Regions from separate parts of the Pan troglodytes genome. Here region 1 is linked to region 2. A link is a contact called in public HiChIP or PLAC-seq data. All regions are on one chromosome and are shown on one strand. Each heading gives the region's core, a stretch centred on a gene start, on an enhancer-like site or on the middle of the called end of the contact. The rest is flanking DNA. Distances are from core to core; before and after follow the strand shown. Region 1 holds the start of VAMP1 (vesicle associated membrane protein 1). Region 2 holds the start of PLEKHG6 (pleckstrin homology and RhoGEF domain containing G6).

Region 1 (2,700 bases), core at 110-2,609, 160 kb before region 2:
TGTTTCCAAGTGCAATTGTTTCCTTAAGAAGACTTGTGGCATTTGGATAGATAACTTTGGTGGACTTTTTAGAGAATAGATGTAAAGGATGGCAAGACTGGAAGCAGAATGATGTATCATTGATCTTAGGAGGCACTTGGGTTTTTTTGTGTGTGCTTGTTTGTTTTTTTGCATTTCAATATCTTCTAATTGGGATGTTTCACTTTAGCTATTAGTCAGACAGCAGTCAAACTATATTTGTCATACCTGCTCATGAGCATCAAAGCTTGCCAAATGGGTGTCTGAGGCTTGGAAGAAAACTCTAGAGCCTGGAGAGGAACACTCTTAGGAAATGCTGCATCACCAAAGCCCTTATGAAATGCACAGAGGACTACATTGCGTGGAAATTCGTGGACATCCAAGACTGAGTCAAAAAAATGAATCATTAACAATCAGTCTCTGTGAAGTTTTAGGGATAGTTACCATGTTATTGTTTTCTATTTCCCTTTTTATGCATGCACAAGAGTGAAATATAGAAATCGGTATGTATATAAACCCATATTTTCAATACATGTAAAACAAAAATGCTAAGTGGTAAGGAAAGCATTTGTCACAGATAATTTGCAACCTTTTTTCTTTTTTTTTTGAAACAGGGTCTTGCTCTGTTGCCCAGGCTGGAGTGCAGTGGCGTGATCTCGGCTCACTGCAACCGCCGGCTCCCGGGTTCAAGCGATTCTCTTATCTCAGCCTCACGAGTAGCTGGGATTACAGGCGCCCGCCACCACGCCTGGCTGTTTTGTATTTTTAGTAGAGACAGAGGTTTCGCCATGTTGGCCAGGCTGGTCTCGAATTCCTGATCTCAGGTAATCTGCCTGACTCGGCCTCCCAAAGTGCTGGGATTACAGGTGTGAGCCACTGCGCCCGGCCTTGTAACCTTTTTTCTTAGCGGGACATAAAATAATGGTGAATTTTCCAACTGATGGAGTCCAGGAAAGGGATAATAGTGAGCAGAGGGGAGATAATCACTGGAATGCCAAGAAGGAAAAATCAACTCGACTTGGCAGATTACTGGGGGAGAGGTAAAAGTGAAGGGGAGGAAATCTAGGATGGTTTCCACGTTTCTGGTCTGGGCAACTGAGTCGATGTGGTAACCTCGACTGGAGCAGGTTTGGGAGGGAGTTCAATTTAGGAAGGCTATGTTGAAAGAAACGAATGAACGAAAGCTTCGTGCTTGCTTTGCTGGGACGGAACCCCGCATCCGGTATCTGGCACCGGGAGTTTGTGGCTGTGTCTCGAGGCTCCTGCACCCTCTCAGAGCGTTAGTCAGAGGCGGGGCGGTGGTGCGGAGCGAGGGCCAGAGCAGGGCACCAGGGCTGGGCGCGCACCAGGAAGCCACCGCCTCCAGCTGAATGCGCGAATCCCGGCGCGGGGTGGGGCAGGGGCGGGCACGGTCTTCAGTAACTGCCCAGCGATTGGTTGGGAGGCACCACAAATGCCTAACAAACTGCTGAAGCGCCCTCCGAAGGGACAGACCTCATCTCCACCCCGCCCCGTCCCTCCGCCAGACTGGAGCGCAAACTATGGTCGCATTGATCACTGAAGGACCCTCACAGCAACCGCTCCTTTCCGGAGTCGGATGAGAGGAGAGTTGTGACTGGCAATTGGCAGGGGCGGGGCGGGCTAGGCCTGTAGCGCTGGGCGACCGTCCTGGGCATGGATTGGGCCGCGGGGTTGTCACCGTTATCCGGGAGGCGTGGTCAGCACTAATAAAGGCGGGGGCCGGCGCGGCAGCTGCAGTAAGTTCCACCGCAGCTAGACCGCGGGGTGGTCGGCGCGAGGCGGAGCTTGGCAGTTCCGTCCACTTCAGCCGCAGCGTCCCTCGCCGGGTGTCTCGCCGCAGCCTCCGGAGAGGAACAGACCCTCACTCTCTCTGTCAGAAAAATGTGAGTTGACTCTGGTGTGGGGGCTCGGCACCTCCTTGACAACTCTCGCCCCAAGCTCCCGACTCTGCGGGACGGAAAATGGCGCAATGCAGCAGCTGCAGCAACGCGGGGAACTACCACCGCGCGCCGTCTCCGGACCGGGCCACCCCCAGGGAGGGGGGCCAGCACCCCATTCTCGCACCAGCCACAGCTAGCACCCCACGGGCGGGGCAGGGGCGCAGGGGTCCCACAATCATTGCACCCTCTCCTCTCGTCTGAGTGGCGCCTCATTCTGGTTTTGGTATAGTGGAGACTCGGAGAGGGCGGGGGCTGAGGGTGGTGGATGGAGACAACTGGGCAGGGGACTCGAAAGGTATTTCTGTCATCTGGCTAAATCACTACTCAGCGCCTCAGGAAAGACAGTCATGGGTGCAACTGCCAGTTGGTAACTTGTGTTGCCCTACAATCTCTGGACTTGTTTACCCCTCACCCAAAGTGTGATGTCTAGCCCCCCTCATGGCAGTGAGCAAAGCTGCAGAAACTTATCTGCCAGTTCTCTGGCACCAGGTGAGCAGCTCAGAAAGACTCAAGGGGTAGTGGGATAGTGGCCTGTCATCCCAAGCGGCTATTCATACCACGGCCATTCGTATAGGAGATGTTTTTCTATCACCGAGTCTTACCAAATAGTTGGAGGAGAAATAGGGAGAGCTGAGCTTTCCCCCTTTCCTCCAACACACACAGTTTAGTCTCCAGCAGTCTTCAACATCACCCCCTTCGCAAGATCCTGAGGGAAAACTAC
Region 2 (2,861 bases), core at 102-2,601:
TGGGGGGAACATGGCTGCCTCATCTATGACTTGGCGGGAGTAGGGTAGGTCCAGGTACATACTGGGCAAGAAGCCCCTTGGAGATGTACCTCCTCTCTCACATGTGTGCATATTTGGGGTACAAGCTCCTGCACTGGTCTCAAATGGGAACAAGGGTCACAGACAGGTCTCGGGCTTTCTGGATACACCCAGGTGGGAGGGTTCTCCTTGCACCTAGATGTAACCCCATCCCCTTCCCCATATAAAGCTTGGGGAAAAGCTGGAGGGAGGCTATGGTGGGTGGGGTGGGCTGGGAGTGGGGGTGGCTGGAGACAGCCCAGTCTGCCACCAGTTTTTGTACAGCCTGTAAGCCTTTACATATTTACATAGTTGAAACAACTGCTGCCCCCCCTGCAAAAAAGCCACCAATATTTTGGGACAAGTAAATATTACATGATATTCAAATTCAGTGTCCATAAACACAGTTTTGTTGGAATCCATCCTCTTCTGCTGGTCTCCTAATAACCTGTGACTGCTTCTTGCTAGTTGGGACAGACGGTGTAGGCCGCGAAGTCTCTAATCTTTACTGTCTGGCCTTTACTGAAAGGCTTGCCCATCTCCTACCTGAACCCTCCTGGCCACAGACAGGGAGGTGAGCGGGGCCAGCTGTCCGGCCACTGCCCTTAGAGACCAGCCAAATAGAGTTTCTCCAGTTTCAGGCTATATGTTTGGTCCTCCCCAGACTCTGGGAATACCACCATGGAGCTGGGGGCCAGGCGTGGGGCTCCATCCCTCCCCCCTAAACCTGGAGGGAGGGCCCGCCCTCGAGTGGGCAGGGCCTGGAAGAGGAGAGGCCTCCTAAGGGGCGGTGGGCTCAAGAAGGCTGCGCAGGTGTTTGTGGCCCGGCCAGGTGGGCCTGAGGTCCTGCCTCAGCCCTCCCTTACCTTCCTCCGATTCAGGAGCAGAGGAGGAAACGTTCGCTGTCCCTCCTGCCGCCTCCCAATAGTCCTCCCTCTGAGGGCGCTGTCTCCCTCGCACTGCTCCCTACCCAGGGTCCTTTCTCAGCCCAGCCCCCGGCTCCCCTCCTCCCGCCTTCGGGAGGCCAGGCCTTCCTTCCCCTTCGCCCCGGCTTCCAGGCCCCGGGTCCCGGCCGCCCCGCCCCCGGGCCGCGTAGCCCCCCCGCCGCTCACCTGTGCCCACAGGTGTCACCGCACCCGCTGCCCTGCGCCGCCCTCCCCGCCCGCGGGGCTCCCCGTCGCCGTCGGCTCCCCGGCGATGCCAGCCAGCCCCGATGCCCAGCCTGGGACTGGGATCGAGCGGCCCGCGGGAGCCGGGCAGCGCGGGTCCGGGCGAGGAGGGCGGGGACCGGGCTGGCCCCTCCCTACCGCCAGCACCGCTCGGGGCAGAGGGGCGGGGCCCTGGGGACCGAGCAGCCCCCGCCCTCACGCAGCCACCGCCTTCCCCGGAGAGGACAGCTCACGTGGCGGTGCCCTCCTTTCCCCTTTTCGGTCGCACCTGAACTCAACACCCGCCGGCCGAGCGGGAGGGCTGGGACCGCGCGCCCTCCACTCCAGGCCAGACCCCCGCGAGGCGCTGCAGTCATGAGGGCTGAGTGAGGGGCGGGGCGCCGCCGGGGGAGGCGGCGAGGGTGACAACCTGTGGCAGGCACCCCTCTCTCCTGCTGGTCGCGGCGAGTGGCCGGCTCTCCCGTCCTCCCCCTGCCTCGGCCTAGACCCCTAAGCAGGCAGGGAGCCCGCCTGCCAGCTGGAGGGGCAGGGGGCCCCGTCGCTGCTGTGGAGTCCAAAGTGTGAGCCTTATCTCTCAGAGGACCGGCTGGCCTGCCTGGTGGAAGGTAATAGTGGAAGGCTGTCCTGGACTTTGCCTTTGCTCCAGGGATAGGCATCTGAGGCCTGACCCTCACTTCTCCTATGACCTAAGACTCAGGTGGGGGCACCCTCCCAGTTCACCTGCAAATAAGCCCACTCCCGGCTACACCAGGGTCACCCAGCCCTTGCGGTGGCTGCTAAAATAGATGCTGTGGGGCCAGGCGCGATGGCTCACGCCTGTAATCCCAACACTTTGGGAGGCCGAGGCGGGCGGATCACAAGGTCGGGAGATCGAGACCAGCCTGGCCAATATGGTGAAACCCCGACTCTACTAAAAATACAAAAATTAGCTGGGCACGGTGACGGGCGCCTGTAGTCCCAGCTACTTGGGAGGCTGAGGCAGGAGAATCGCTTGAACCTGGGAGGTGGAGGTTGCAGTGAGCCAAGACAGCACTACTGCACTCCAGCCTGGGCAACAGAGTGAAACTCCACCTCAAAAAAAAAAAAAAAAAAAAAAAGAAAAGAAAAGAAAAGAAAAAGAAAAAGAAAAAGATGCTGTGGAAGGACTGACACATGCTGGGCATTGCATGAAAGGACCGTACTTTATTTTCTTTATTTTTTATTTTTAAAATTTATTTTTTAAAAAGAAAATAGAGACAATATCTTGCTGTGTGGCCCAGGATGGTCTCCAACTCCTGGGTTCAAGCGATCCTCCTGCTTCGGTTTCCCCACCTTTTCACTTCTCCAAATCATGGCACCTCGTCTGACAGAAGCACTGGATATTTGAGATAGAAGTGTCCTGTGGATGTGTGGTCATTATAATCTCACAACCATGAAACCCAAGACCCTGTAGTTGGCGGGTGGCAGGTCTGAGGCTCCCAGCCCCTCACCCTGCCTGTGGTCTGTTTCCTGCCAATGAACTCAACAGTGATTGATATGGCTCCTTACTTCTTCAGAGCCCAGCCCCTCACCCTGCCTGTGGTCTATTTCCTGCCAATGGACTCAACAGTGATTGATACGGCTCCTTACTTCTTCAGAGCATCCTGAAGTTCAGGA

What was found. HiChIP or PLAC-seq counts read pairs in DNA pulled down with a chosen protein or histone mark.
Region 1: a contact with region 2 is called in an H3K4me3 HiChIP or PLAC-seq map of stem cell-derived excitatory neurons, with 2.4 times the contacts expected there. The contact joins the promoter of VAMP1 here to the promoter of PLEKHG6 in region 2.

Annotation. Positions count from the first base shown.
Region 1 is chr10:13,652,765-13,655,464 of NHGRI_mPanTro3-v2.0_pri, reverse strand. VAMP1 (vesicle associated membrane protein 1) reads left to right here and starts at 1,359. Exons shown (of 9, transcript XR_010147949.1): 1 at 1,359-1,922.
Region 2 is chr10:13,490,400-13,493,260 of NHGRI_mPanTro3-v2.0_pri, reverse strand. PLEKHG6 (pleckstrin homology and RhoGEF domain containing G6) reads right to left here and starts at 1,351. Exons shown (of 16, transcript XM_009424663.5): 1 at 1,170-1,351.